Linked DNA regions of Mus musculus: region 2 is linked to region 1. Evidence: chromatin contacts called from public HiChIP or PLAC-seq data. All regions are on one chromosome and are shown on one strand. The core of a region is the stretch at or near the end of the contact, and the rest is flanking DNA. Distances in the headings are between cores, read along the strand shown. Region 1 holds the start of Tecr (trans-2,3-enoyl-CoA reductase). Region 2 holds the start of Smarca5 (SWI/SNF related, matrix associated, actin dependent regulator of chromatin, subfamily a, member 5).

Region 1 (7,226 bases), core at 3,340-5,839:
ACATGGATGACTCTCAGGAGATTTACAAGGCACAGTATCTGTCTCGAGCTACCACAGGCATGCTCTCCGAGCACCGTCTCCAGTGGCAAAAACACTAATAAAAAAATTTTAAAAAAGAAACCCTGAGCCCAGGATAAGCTGTTTTCCAACAACCCTGCTGATTTATAACTATCCTAAGTTATATTCCCTGTTCAGGAAGCTTCCCCTCCACTAGGCCTAGGCAGGGAAGGGAGTCTCTTTACTGATAAATAAGCAATGAACTGTGCTGATAGGAAACTTACCAAGAAGCCGCAATCTGCACTCCAGGTGGAATCCACTGTGCCTTGGGTCTTCCCTGTGACCGTAACTGACCGTGAAGTCCTGAACCTTTCTGAGCTTGGCTCTTTTTAGGGCTGTTTACCTGCATGTTTAGGGCTGTTTACCTGCATGCACATCACATGCACTTAGCTTATGCAATGCCCACAGGACAGAAGAGGGTGCTGGGGCCCTAGAACTGCTGTTGCAGATGGGTAGACAGAATGTTGGTGATGTTGGGAACTGAACCTGGGTCTTCTCGACCCATCTCTCCAGCCCCTGAGCACCAAGTCTGGGGGGCGCGGCTTTGGGGGCAGGGTGCTTGATTAGCCTGTGCAAGAAAGACCCTGGGTTCCAGCTCAGCACCACAACATCCAAAAATAATTAACTGTACTTCATTATATCTGTGGTGTCTTCCTATGGGCAAAAAGTCTTTCTCCTTCTTAAAATTCATTGTATTCCAGAAATTGGTTCTCTCCTGCCACCTTGTGGGGTGAAAGGATCAAATTCAGGTAGGCCTCAAAGACGCATCTCTACCTGATGAACTGTCTCACTACCTCCGAGGCTTCTGAGACGGGAGGTTTCCCAGTGGACAGAGGTGCAAGAGGGCAAAGGATCGACTCAGTCCTTCAAAGGTATCTATTACTTTGTTATTTAAATTAAAATTTTAGCCTGTTGTGGTAGCACACGCCTTTAAACCCAGCACTTAGGAAGACAAAGGGAGATCCCTTGGTTCAAGGCCAGATACAGACTAGTCTACAAGGCAAGTTCCAGGCCACTCAGGGTCAGGCAGAGCTACACAGACTACACAGATTCTACCTCAAGAAAAATTACATTTTTATTTATTGTAATTGAACGCACACTGATGCGTGCATGTGGAAGTCAGAGAGGGCAGCCTGTGATGCACACTGATGCATGCATGTGGAAGTCAGAGAGGGCAGCCTGTGATGCACACTGATGCATGCATGTGGAAGTCAGAGAGGGCAGCCTGTGATGCACACTGATGCATGCATGTGGAAGTCAGAGAGGGCAGCCTGTGATGCACACTGATGCATGCATGTGGAAGTCAGAGAGGGCAGCCTGTGATGCACACTGATGCATGCAAGTGGAAGTCAGAGGGCAGCCTGTGGGAGTTCTTTCCTTTCACCACCTGCGTTCCAGGAACTAAAAGGAACTAACCCCAAGTCTTCAGGTTCAATAGCAGACACCTTTACCTGCTGAGCCATCCTACCAGGGTGGCCTGGAATTCACAATGTAGCTAGACAAGGATGACTCTGAACTTGTAATTCTAATGCCTTCACCTCCCAAGTACTGGGATCAATCACAAGCATCAACTACCACGCCTGGTTTTATCCAGGGCTGGGGCTGGAACTCAGGGTCTCCTGCATGCAGGCCTAAGAGCCCAGAGCTCTGCTCTTAATGGGGATTAAGCTGACACTTTTCCCCATCTTAACTATGAAAGCATCTCTCCCATTTTTATTGGTCTGTACCAATAAAATGGTACTGCAAATGGCTCTGCAAACTGGGCTAGAAGATAGCAGATGCTCCTGTCCCAAAACTATGGCCTCAGTGTGTATTAAACAAATGTCAACAGAGAATAAAAATATATATATATATATATATGAAATAACTTTTTTTTCACCAAGGTCACATTGGCTTTTTGGGGTTTTTTCCCATTTATTTTATTTATTTATCTATTTATTTATTCATGTCACATACTCATTACAGCCCCCTTTCTCCTCCCGGCCCCCCTCACATAGCTTCCCCCACCCCCTCCCCTTCTCCTCTGATAAAAGAGAAGCCCCCCTGGTTACCAACCCACTCTGGAACATCAAGTCACTGCAGGACCAAGCGCATTCTCTCCACTGAGGCCAGACAAGGCAGCCCAGTTAGGGACACAGGATCCACAGGCAGGCATCAGTCAGGAACTCTGTCCCTGCTCCAGTTGTCTATGAAGACCAAGCTGCACATCTGCTACGTATGTGTGGAGGGCCCAGGTCCAGCCTTTGTTTGCTCTTTCGTGGGTGGTTCGGTCTCTGGGAGACCCCAAGGGTCCAGGTTACTTGGTTCTGTTGGTCTTCCTGTGGTGTTCTCTCCAGGCCCCTCAAACTTTGTTTTTATTTATTTATTTATTTATTTATTTTTGTCTATTTCATTTGGTTTGCATTTTTGAGACAGGATCTCTAGCCCCAGTTGGCATCAAACTCACTATGTAGTTGAAGATAACCTTGCATCCTTCTGCCTCCATGTCCCAAGACCTGGAACTACAGGCGTGTACCAGCTTGCTTGCCGGGTTTTCCTCAGGGCCAGGGATCCGACCCAGGTTAGGAAAGTGCTCTACCAAATGAGCTCCACCCCTATTCCCCAGTTTGGTTCTTCCCTGCCTTTGTGCTGCTGTGGAACCCAGAGCCTCCGAGCCGCGTGTGTGCACACTTGTGCATACAACTGCTCTGCCGGAGGAACTACCATCAGCCCATCGAGGCACTGGGAGAAATCAGGCTCTGAAATAAACCAGATCAAGTTTTCCAGGCCAAACTGTGAGCCTCAGGCTGTGTTCACACTCCTTGAAACAAAGCACCCGCCCCAAGTCTCAGAAGCCTACCTGGCCTGATTTTCTACTAGCAAATTAAAATGATTGGCTGCAAACTCCATCATCCGCCTGTACTTCTCAAACTGAACATGGCTTTTCCCCCAGAGCAAGAGAGGGGGTGGGAAAGGAAAAACACCCCAGGGAACAAACCTCCTTTTGAAAGCACAGAGTTGATGGGGCGTAAGGATTGCAGACTCCCATCTCTGGTCCTCTGGCATCATGTTAAAAAAAAAAAAAGAAAAAAGACTGGGGATTTCAAGATTCATTTCACAGGCCCTGGGAAAACTACCAACAATAATCATGATACAGAAGATGAATAGCAATATTAGTATTCAACTTGTGATAAAAAAAAATAGGATTATTTCCTATGTATTGGAGGTTCCTGAAGTATGCCAATTTCCAGAGACAAGTGGTGGTTGCCAGGGGCTGGGGGAGGAGGGAATGGGGAGATACTGTACACTGCTGTACAGCTTCAGTTTTACAAGATCAAAGAGAGTTTAGAGTACTTGCCTAGCAGGAGAAAAGCCCTGAGTTCTAAGCCTAGCACTACAAACTGAGGGAGCAGGCAGGGAAGGGGAAAAAAAAAAAAAACAAAAAAAACCCTAACCTAAGGCTAGGCTGAGGTTGACTAAATTCATCACAAATTTAAGATCTGAGGGGAGAAATACACACAACTCTCAGCTTGGCAGCTTTCATTTACCCGGAACCGCACTGCTAGTGGTTAGAAACTATGCCTTTGAAAAGAAATCTGCATTTCCTTTCTGTTCTGCAATTACTAGCAGGGACCTTCCAACAACTCACTGGACATCTCTGACTTTCACCTACATAGTAACAAACTACAAATCCCTCCGCAGAGGACTATGAGTCTGAGGACATAACAAAACCTCAGTAATACGGTAGTTAGCCCTGACTAATGTATTCTTACTATGAATGTGAGCAGTGAGTTACTGTTTTATGATGATTACTTAAAAGTCAGCAACAACGAAATTAGTATCATCAGGTCGAGAAGAGCATTAGAAGATTTGGTTTTAAGAGGAAAGGTGACCCAAGATACAGTCAGAAGACATGAGCTTCCAGAATGGTCTTGCGCATTCAGATTTCTTCCCTGGCGGTCACGGGCTGGCGTGACCCTGGAACCAACTCCCTCGCCGCCCAGGCATCTTGGCGAGGTGGGTGCGAAGGTCGGAAGAGGCAGGCTGGCTGCAGAGCCCCTCCTGAGCCCGAGGCGCTGACAACGTGCAAGGATTGTGCAAGAGAATCGTTCGTACCAAAACCAAGTGCTCCGCACCGCACTCCTCCTGAACACCTGCCACTCAGGCCATCAAGGATGCTGCAAGGAAGCTGCAAGCTTCTCCTAGGCCCTGCAAGACCCTAAGAAAAGGCATCCCCAAACAACCTGGGTGGCAGGTTTATAAATACCCCCCTGCACATGCGCAATGAGACTACACTGCGCCTGCGCCATGGCGGAGAGTCAGACCATAAAAAAAGGTTCCGAGGCCCTGCAGGACACTTGCGGTCTGCGGTAATCATGGCCCAGGGCCCCGCGCTGCTTACCTCGTAGTGCTTCATGGTTCTTCCACAGGATGGCACCTGCTCTGCTGCAACTGAGTGGCCGCCGTACCGCACCAAACACCACCCAGCTCCACACACACTCGGGGAGCAGCACTCCCGGACTCCGGCTCCGCCCCCCTCTATGCGTGCGTCCCTCCTGCCAATCAGCGTGGGGTGCACCCACTGCTCGCGCCACACAACTGACCAATCAGATTTCTCGATCCAAGGAGCGCAGCGGACCCCCTCCCCCCCACTTTGGCAAGCAAGATTAAAACCCGGCCACCCACCAATCAAAAGGAAGCCTGGGCGCCGCGCGCCCTCTGGCTCCGCCCATTGCAGTGTTGCGGTGGAAATCCAGCGACGTCAGGCTGAGGGGTCAATGCGGCAAAACGAGAACAAAGAGCTGCGTGGCCCGGAGAGCCAGGCTTGGGGTGAATTCGTAGATGTAGAGAAGCTCATCTAAGAGATGAGACCTCAGATTATCATCCATCACCAGGACCCTTGAAAGGACTCCAGATATCACGAATGGAGAAAGGAAAAGAAAACCTGCACCGCATTCTACAGGTGCCCCTCCTAAAACAGCTCCTGTCAGTTGAGCTGGCCCTAGAAGCAAAACCACCTTTGTCTCTGCCTGCGTTATCGTGTACAGTTTGGTTACTACTGGCCACATGTAGCTACTGAGCCCTTGAAATATACAGGAAAAAAATGACAGGTGCTGCCAGTCTAAAAATACAGGACATCAGAGAACAGTGCAGAGAAAGACGACATTACAGGGGCTGGTGAGATGGCTCAGTGGGTAAGAGCACCAACTACTCTTCCAAAGGTACTGAGTTCAAATCCCAACAACCACATGGTGGCTCACAACCACCCATAATGAGATCTGATGCCCTCTTCTGGTGCGTTTGAAGACAGCTACAGTGAACTTATTTTAATAAATAAATCTTTGGACCGGAGCAAGTGGGGTTGGCCAGAGCAAGCAGAGGTGTAGAGGTCCTAAATTCAATTCCCAACAATCACATTAAGGTTCACAACCATCTGTACAACTACAGTGTGTACTCATATATATAGAATAAATAAATCTTAAAAAAAAAAAGACATTACAAATGAAGGCATTTGGTATCCTACCTAATGGGCTCAATTCAATCCCAGGGACCCACATAATGTAAGGCCGGAACAGAGACACCATGGCACATGTGCAAGCACACATATACACACACTCTCATAAGTAAATATAAAATGTTAAAAGCCTAGTGCAGCCAGATTCTGCTTGCTGTAGTCTGCAGCCTGAATATATATATGTATATACTGCAGGAATAAATGTTCAGACATGGCATTTAGGGTTAGTTTAATAATATTATATAACAGGCCCAATAAAATTGTAGACTTTCTTGCCAGAAAAAGGGGGGAGGGGCTGTGGATCAGAACAGACGTTTTCAGTAGAAGAAATACAAATGGCTAACATATATCTCAAAGTATTCATCATTCTTTAGAGTTAGAGAAACAGAAATTAAACTTTGAGGCTTCATCTCATCTCTGTCAGAATGGATAAAACCAATAAAACAACCATTAACAAATTCTAGAGGGCGTGTAGGGAAAGGTAACCCCTTGTTCACTGCTGGGAGGATTGCAAACTGGTGTAGCCACTATGGAAATAAGTTTGAGAATTCTCAAAAAGCCAAAAAAATAAACCATATAATCCAGCTATACTGCTCCTTGGCATATGACCAAAGGACTTCTCACTCCACAGATACTTGCTCAGCCATGTTGGCTGCCATACACAGTAGCTAGGAAATACAACGTACGTAAACATTCTCTGATCGACGGCTGGCTAATGGCAGTGTGGTACATATACTCTGTGCAATACTATTTTGCTGTAAAGAAAACTGAAATTGTGAACTGTCAGGGTTCCACCCTGACACTCAGGTACCGATGTGGGGCGCAGAGCAGAGGAGAATGCCCTCTGGTCACTAACCCTCTTTTACTGTTCTGGGGACCAGGACTGGTGGCTTCTGGCAAGTGACTCCTGCTGATAGCAGTAGGAGATTAGGAAAAGAAATGGAATTACTTGGACTCTTTATTCTTTAACTCAGGGGCCTCTCACTGGCCTGTCGAGAAGCTCATTAACTCTTTGTGAGGGCTGGCAAGATGGCTCAGAGTTTAAGAGCATTGGCTGCTCTCCCAAAGGTCCAGAGTTCAGTTCCCAGCAACTACAAAGTGGCTCATTACTATCTATAATGAGATCGGGTGCCCTCTTCTGGCCTGCAGTATATATGCAGGCAGAACACTACGAAATAAATAACTGGCTCCACAGAGAAAGAAAAAACATAAAAAAGGAAGTCAGCCTGACATCTACACATTTATTTTTCTCCCAGCCTTTTTATAGCTTCTTAGACAAAAGTTCTTTATAAAATTACCTCACAGATAAAATGCTAAACAAAAGGGAGTCCCAGAAGATGTCAATAGTAAGTTCAAAGCAGTGTTTCATTCTATAAGCTCACAAGTTCAAAGCAACAGTTTCACATGCCCTTGCTTTTCCATAGTGCACACTTGTGGCCTCATCCTTGGACCTGATCTAGAATAATTGATTTGTTCTAAGTGTATTTTTCTTCCTAGTGCAATTTACATGCCATAACAAAGAACTCTGTTTACAGGCTGGAGAGATGGCTTATAAGGCGGGTTAAGAGCACTGACTGCTCTTCCGAAGGTCCTGAGTTCAAATCCCAGCAACCACATGGTGACTCACAACCATACGTAATGAGATCTGATGCCCTTTTCTGATGAGTCTGAAGAC
Region 2 (7,226 bases), core at 2,863-5,362, 2.9 Mb before region 1:
AGGTATTTTTTAATGCAAGTGAGTAATTATATCATACTATGTAGCCTTCCTAAAATACTTGTCTGGTTTATGTAGGCAAACAATATCCCATGTTATACATATTTCAATTAGATATCTATGTTCTACTTATAAAAATTAAACACAAAATTACAGTAAACTGAGCTCCACAGAGCAAGTGAGAGCCAGACACTGGGTGACTCTGTGTCTCACAATGGAAAACCAACTAACCCTGGGCAAGCAAAGGAGACCCAAAGAAGCTAAAAGGCAAATGTCTTCTATATGCATTCTTTGTGCAAACTTTCCAGAAGAGCACAAGAAGCAGCACCCGGATGCTTCTATCAGCTCCTCAGGTTCCCTAAGTGCTCAGAGAGGCAGAAGACCATGTCTGCTGCTAAAGAAAAGGGGAAATTTGAAGACATGGCAAAGTTTGACATAAAAACCCACATCACCCACACACAAAGGGGAGACCAAATTGAAGTTCAAGGACACCAAAGCACCCGAGGCCTCCTGCCATTCTGTTCTGAGTATTGTCCAAAAACCAAAGGAGGACATCCTGGTTGGTCCTCTGTTGCAAAGAAACTGGGAGAGATGTGGAACAACACTGCTGCAGGTGATAAGCAGCCCTGTGACAAGGAGCCTACCAACCTGAAGGAGAAATACGAAAAGGATAGTGCGGCTTACAGAACTAAAGGAAAACCTGATGTGGCCAAAAAAGGGGGGCGGGGAGGGTTAGTAAAGGCTGAAATGAGCAAGAAAAAGGAGGAAGCTGAAGCAGAGGATGAAAGGATGAGGAAGAGGAAGGTGGTTCTCAAAGGTTTTTTTCCTTGTCTATAAAACATTTAACCCCCCCCACACACACAAATACAACTAACTCCATTTAAAGAAAAAAAATTGAAATGTAAGGCTGTGTCAGATTTGTTTCTAACAGCACAGTGTCTTTCCTTTGCACAGTTAACACACTACAGAATGTATCTTTAGATAGCCCTGTCCTGTAATATTTTCAATAGCCACTAGCTTTGCCTGGTACAGTCTAGGGATTGTAAAGTGGCATGGAAATTTAAAACAGGTTCTTGTTGATGTACAGCACAAATTAGTTATATATGTGGAGGGGCAATATTTTGGGTTTTTTTCAGTTTTGTTTTTGTTTTATCTTCAGTTGTCTCTGATGAAGCTTATACAAAGATAATTGTTCTGTCTGAATACCACTCTATAACTGCAAAAAAACAAAAAACAGCTGTTCTGTTGACATTCTGACTGCTTCTAAGTAAATACATAAGTTTAGTAGATTTAATTATCTTAACAAAGAAGTTCATTATAAAGTATTCACATGTCTAGAACATACCATTTTTTCTTCATATGTAGGATCTGGTTCTTGGATTTCTTTTTGCTTTCCAGGTGATCCATGATCAAATACTTCCTGGTAGGAAAGGAAAATCATCAAATTGTTTAAGGATTGTCAACTATCATTATACTCATTTCTTTAAAAAAAATTGTAAATAATATTCTTGCTCCAAGGCCCGTCCCAAGATATTTAATGGCTATCAGATAACCTGACATGAAACCTGATATGGATGAAATAAAATACTATGGGGATAATCACTTTTCCCAATTATAAACTATATAACTTTTGGGGTAAAAATATCATTTACACCCTAAGGCAAAATTACTTTCTATACAAGCCATATGGACAAATCTATATTTTTTCAATAAAATTATAAATACAAATTAAGTAACTTGAATGTGAACAAAGTTCTCTTTGTATCATAAAATTCCATCTACCTACTGTGCTATTTTATAGAAATGTATACAAGAAAGGAAGCATTAGCTAGTCCCTAATTTACACTTCCTAGAACATTACCCAAAAAAATAATTCAATGTCTTTTTTTCCAACTGTAAAACGTATCTAAGGTCATCAAATACATTAGGCAAGTGTACTCAACTCAAAACTAATTCTGACTCTAAATTCACTTAAGACGATGAAAAGCAGTCTGATGATAATTATTTTAAGGACAATAAAATAGCCAGGAGCATTTAAACCCTAATAAAATACTTTAATTTTTGAGTTGCTATTTTTCAATTAAAACTTAAATATAAACACAAATGTGAAAACACAAAATAAGTGGTATTTTCATTAATCAGATGAGTAAACTGAGTCTTCTCAGTATAGGAATATCAACAGTTTCTATTTTTTTCTCAATCTTATTCTTCACGCATTTTCTTTTCTGTTTATGTCAGTTACTGCTTGTTTGTTTTGTTTTTTCGAGACAGGGCTTCTCTGTGTAGCCTTGGCTGTCCTGGAACTCGATCTGTAGACCAGGCTGGACTCGGAACTCCGAAATCTGTCTGCCTCTGCCTCCCAAGTGCTGGGATTAAAAGGCCTAAGCCACCAGTGTCACTGGTGTCCAGATTCTTTTATTTCATGGAATAGAAATCTAAGAATCCAAGTAAAACAGCACTAAAAACTCAAAAGGCCACTTAAAACCTTAAAGGGGGGGGGGGGCATCAAGTACATTTTTAAATTGAAACTGCATTCACTTCAAATTGGTGCATTACACTAACACCTACCTTCCCCACTAAAAGTTGTTTCAAAGATTAACGTTATTTCACCCAAGCTGCCTCATAAAAGTAATGCAGACTGCACCATCATTTCCTTATAGTGTAAATCCTGCACTAAAGTTCACTTTTATAGTATTGCTTCCAATCTGAGGATTAAAACTCCCAGGAGTCTTCCTTCAGACTGGAACTACAGAATACCTCAAAACAAGGCCAAGGCCAAGAATAAAAATTGGAAGCAGTAACTTTGTTCCCAGGCAACTCAATGCCTGGGAGCATGTCCAAAGAGACCTGCCTGGCAGCTCCCCCATTTTCCACTCTCTCCCCGCTTCCTCCAGTATTGTCACCATCATCTGGCCCACTGGAGCCCCAAGAAGGTGGTTCAACAGCGAATCCTCCGAATGGCTTCAAAAGGAAGCAATGCGCAGAGCTAGAAGCCCATCATCCTTCCCCGAGGCTCCCATTCATTCAGTTCTCCATGCATACACCCGTAATTGGATGGGGATCCAGGACAGGTGCTGCGGCTGTCACGCTCGTTCCCCTCCCGGTGGAGCAGGGCCCGGGAGGGGCTTCCCCTCGTTGCACACAAGCAGCTGCGCCCCGCTTATCCCCACTGCGCACTCGGCCCTCCAGCTCTCGCCATTGTCTCTGCCCAGAACAGACAGATGCCGCCCCCGCCAGCACGGGGATGAGGCACTGGAGGCGCAAGTCCCCAGCTGCGACGCTGGGAAACGTCGCCCCTCGCCCCGGGAATCCCACTCCGGAGGGGCATCTCCCTCGCCTTCCTCAAAGTTTAGTGCAAACTAAAACCTAAATCGGGAGAAATTGAGCGAGTTCTGGGGGAGCCTGGCAATGGAGGAAACGGGTCCCCTCGGCCCCAGTAATCAGGAACATGTGTTTCGTAAGAGCGATCCGCGGTCGGGCTAGGCTAGCTACACCGAGGGGAAAAGGTAAAGGTGAAGAGCAGGAGACGCGCCGGCCGAGCATCCACCTCCCTCCCTCCCCGCGCACGGCCGCGCTCACCTCCATCTCGGTGTCCGCGGGGCCCGAGCCCGCAGCACACGGAGCCGCGGGCGCCGCGCCGCCCTCGGGGCCGCCTTTGTTGCCGCTGCTGCTCCCGCCGGCGCCCGCCGCCGAGGGCTTGGAAGGCGCGCTCTCGGGAGGCGGGGGCGGCGGAGGCTCCACCGCGGACGACATGTTCCGGCTGCGTCACCCGCCGCGGCCACGGGCAGGCGCGGCGCCGAGGGAAGCGGCTTGGGCCTGCGCGACACGGGCGTCCGGGCCGCCGGAGGAGTGAGACCTGCCCGGAAGCTCTCACGCGCGAGGGCTCCGCCACCGACCCGAGCCGGCCCAGCCGCGCCGCTCGCCTCGCCGTCCTCTTCCGCGGGACTCTGCTCCACAGGCGTTTACCTCACGGCGGGAATCACGTCGACGGGAGTGGGCGGGGCCAGCGGGGTCACGGAGGTCAGGGAAGGCGGGCTGACTCTGAGGAGGCGGAGGGCCGAGGGAAAGGGAAAGGAAAACGGAAGGTTCTCAGAGGCCTCCCGGCGCCTTCTCCTCTCCGGGAGTGGATTCTCTTCTCCAGCCAACCAGGACAGCTACCTACGCCACCCGCTCTCAACCCTCGCGAGATCGCTCGTTCCCCCTTAGAAGGCCGGCTCGCGAGGGCGCGTGCGCATGCTCCTCCTTGGCCCCGCCTCCTCCAGGCCTCTAGCGGGCTGTGGAGCCGAGTGGGCGGGGCCTCGAGGAAGCGCGTCGGCGGTGCTTTGCGCCTCCGCTCCTCCGAGTGACGCGAGCTGGGTCTTCGGCGCTCCCGTAACGGCTCGGCTCGCTGTCTTCCGCCGCGCTAGGGCTCCCTCTTGGGAACGGCGCGACTGTTAGGCAAGGAGCAAAGGCCTGGGCTGGCCTTCGTCGTCCTGCCGCCTTCGCTCACGGGCGTGACGTTAAGTGACGTTGGACGCCTGAGAAGAAAAATCACCTCAGAATTAAAAAGTCTGCGTGTTCGCTCCGTCAGTCGGCTTCGTTTAGAGAGTTCGGCGTTTGTCAAGTTCAAGTTAAGACAGAAGACGCGCTGCCCTGTTAGAATGGCAGCAGATAAAGGCAGACAAATGATGGCGAGTTTTCGCATGAAACAAATACACATTTGTCTCAAGAAGTGTTTACCAGGCGTGGTGGCGCACACCTTTAATCCCAGCACTACAGAGGCAGAGACAGGCGGATCTCTTGAGTTGAGGCCAGCCTGGTCTACAGAGCGAGTTCCAGGACAGCCAGGGCTACACCGAGGAAACAAGTGTTCGTTATTCGTGTTGCTTCTTTATCCTGCCTTAGGCTGTCATGGAGGCTACTGAATCCTACGGAATATAAACACTGTTCCATTCATCCCCCACCTACTCCCAGGCACAAAAGATCTTTATCTTAATTAATCCCATTATTTAGTCCCCACCTATGTTGAATAAAAAGTCTTTTCCAGAGTTACTTTCAAACTTCTTGGAATAGATAATATTCATATATAATTTCAAATGTTTTAACCAGTCGAATAATCGTTAACTAAAATGGAGAACCTGAAAACGCTCTCGTTTAACATACTGTAGCTCATTTGGTGAGTTGTTGGGGAGCATACATGAAATCCTGGGCTTGAGTCCTAGCACTATTTAATCTGGATGCCGTGACTCGTACCCCAAATCCCAGCACTTAGAGAAGTGTAGGCACGGTCATCCTTGGCTACTAGGCCAGCCTAGACTAAAAGACACTAAAAGTGTCTCCAAAAACTAATAGATATAAGGAGCTGGAAGAGATGGTTCAAAGGTTAAGAGCACTGGTTCAATTCCCAGCACCCGTATGTCAGCTCATAACTGTTAAGTCTAGTTCCAGGGGATTCAACCCCCTCACATATATGCATAATTAAAAATATTTTGCCGGCGGGGAGTGAGACTGGGTTATTCTCTATAGCCCTGGCTGTCCTGGAACTCACTGTTTAGACCAGGCTGGAATTAAAGGTGTACACTGTGCCACCACCACCACCCAGCAAAATAAAATCTTTTTTTAAAAAGTAGTATAAAGCCACGTGGTGGTGGTGCATGCCTTTAATCCCAGCACTCGGGAGGCAGAGGCAGGCGGATTTCTGAGTTCGAGGCCAGCCTGGTCTGCAGAGAGTTCCAGGACAGCCAGGGCTATACAGAGAAACTCTGTCTCGAAAAAACAAAAAAACAAAACAAAAAGTAGTATTAAAAAGTATTTCAAAGATATAGTAATGCTTACATATATATGTGGTTAAATACAATAATTCTCAGCGTAGTCTTTATAGTGGCAAAAAGCTAGTAAAGGGCTAAAATTGAACATATTAATATTAAGAATATTGTACACCTTTAAAATGAACTAGTAGCATTTAACAATCATTAACATAAAAGTATGTTCATTATGAAGTACTATCTGAAAATGTTTTGTACTTCAAAAATGTGTTCAAACAAGTATATTTGTGGAATTATTAAAAATTGATTGTGGGCTGTATATTCTAATTCTTGTCAGCATTTCATTTTTATTACATTGTTTTCTGATTATATATGGTAGGGAGATATGCACACATGTCTGCATGTGTACAGGTGAGAGGATAAATTTGAGGAGTTGGTTCTCTCCTGTCATGTGGGTCCTGGCAGCCTCTTTCTCCACTAAGCAGTCTCACAATTTTTTTTTAAACAAGTGTGTTGTAGTAGTGAAAATCTACTTCTTATCTGCTTTTTTAGAGGTATAATTGACAGATAAAGTTTATATGAACTAGGGGTTTGGCTCAGTGGTATCTTCAACCCCTAGCACAAGAGTGAAAGTGTGTTTATTCAAGGTATTTAATGTGATGTTCAGAAATACAGATATATTATGAATGATTAGTTGAAGCTGATGAACCCACTCACCATCATCTCTTATAATTACCACGAGAGCATGGTGGGTGTGTATGTGATTTTTAAGGTCTGGTGAAGATGTAGTTCAGTGGTCCAGAACTTGCCTGGTATGCAGATAGCCCTGGGTGAGATAACCCACCAGTGTAAAAATGAATAAAGGGATCAAGGATCGTCTCCGCATGGTAGAGTGTTTGCCTGGCATGAAAGAGGCCCTGTGTTCAGTTTCCAGGACTACATATAACAGGGCACGATGGCATACACCTGTACTGTCAATACTTGGGATATAAGTGGAAGGGTCAGAAATTCAAGGTGGTTCTTACCTACATAGCAAGTTCAAGAGCCTAGGCTGCATAAGACCATGCCTCAAAAATAAATAATAATAATAAAAGGTAAGCAACATTTTCTTTTATTGAAAATAGATTTTTCTTATAAATATATTCTAATTGCTGGTTCCTCTCCCCCTACTCTCCCCATCCTTCCCATCTCCCCTCCCATCTGGGTCCACACCCTCTCTGTCTCCCACTAGAAAACAAGCAGGCATCTACAGAATAAGAAGAAAAGCATCAGAACAGGACAAAACAAACTGAAGAAAAGAAAGTCAAAGCAAGGGCTGGAGAAATGGCTCTCAGTGGTTAAGATCGTTCAGTGACTGCTCTTCCAGAGGTCCTGAGTTCAATTCCCAGCAACCACATGGTGCCTCACAACCATCTGTAATGGAATCTAATGCTCCCTTCTGGAGTGTCTGAAGCAGCCACAGTGTTCTCATATAAATAATAAATA

Evidence for each region. HiChIP or PLAC-seq counts read pairs in DNA pulled down with a chosen protein or histone mark.
Region 2: a contact with region 1 is called in an H3K27ac HiChIP or PLAC-seq map of embryonic stem cells, with 5 times the contacts expected there. The contact joins the promoter of Smarca5 here to the promoter of Tecr in region 1. A contact is called at or near these places in 2 of 39 promoter capture datasets (liver and pre-B cells) and 6 of 115 datasets of contacts at active chromatin or transcription factors (acute myeloid leukemia, astrocytes, embryonic forebrain and 3 more).

The regions. Positions count from the first base shown.
Region 1 is chr8:83,589,902-83,597,127 of GRCm38.p6, forward strand. It overlaps Tecr (trans-2,3-enoyl-CoA reductase), which reads right to left and starts at 4,590. Exons shown (of 13, transcript NM_134118.5): 1 at 4,439-4,590. The coding sequence starts at 4,453. It overlaps D830024N08Rik (a long non-coding RNA gene), which reads left to right. Exons shown (of 3, transcript XR_003947410.1): 2 at 1-929; 3 at 7,087-7,127.
Region 2 is chr8:80,735,347-80,742,572 of GRCm38.p6, forward strand. Smarca5 (SWI/SNF related, matrix associated, actin dependent regulator of chromatin, subfamily a, member 5) reads right to left here and starts at 4,113. Exons shown (of 24, transcript NM_053124.2): 1 at 3,577-4,113; 2 at 1,343-1,417. The coding sequence starts at 3,750.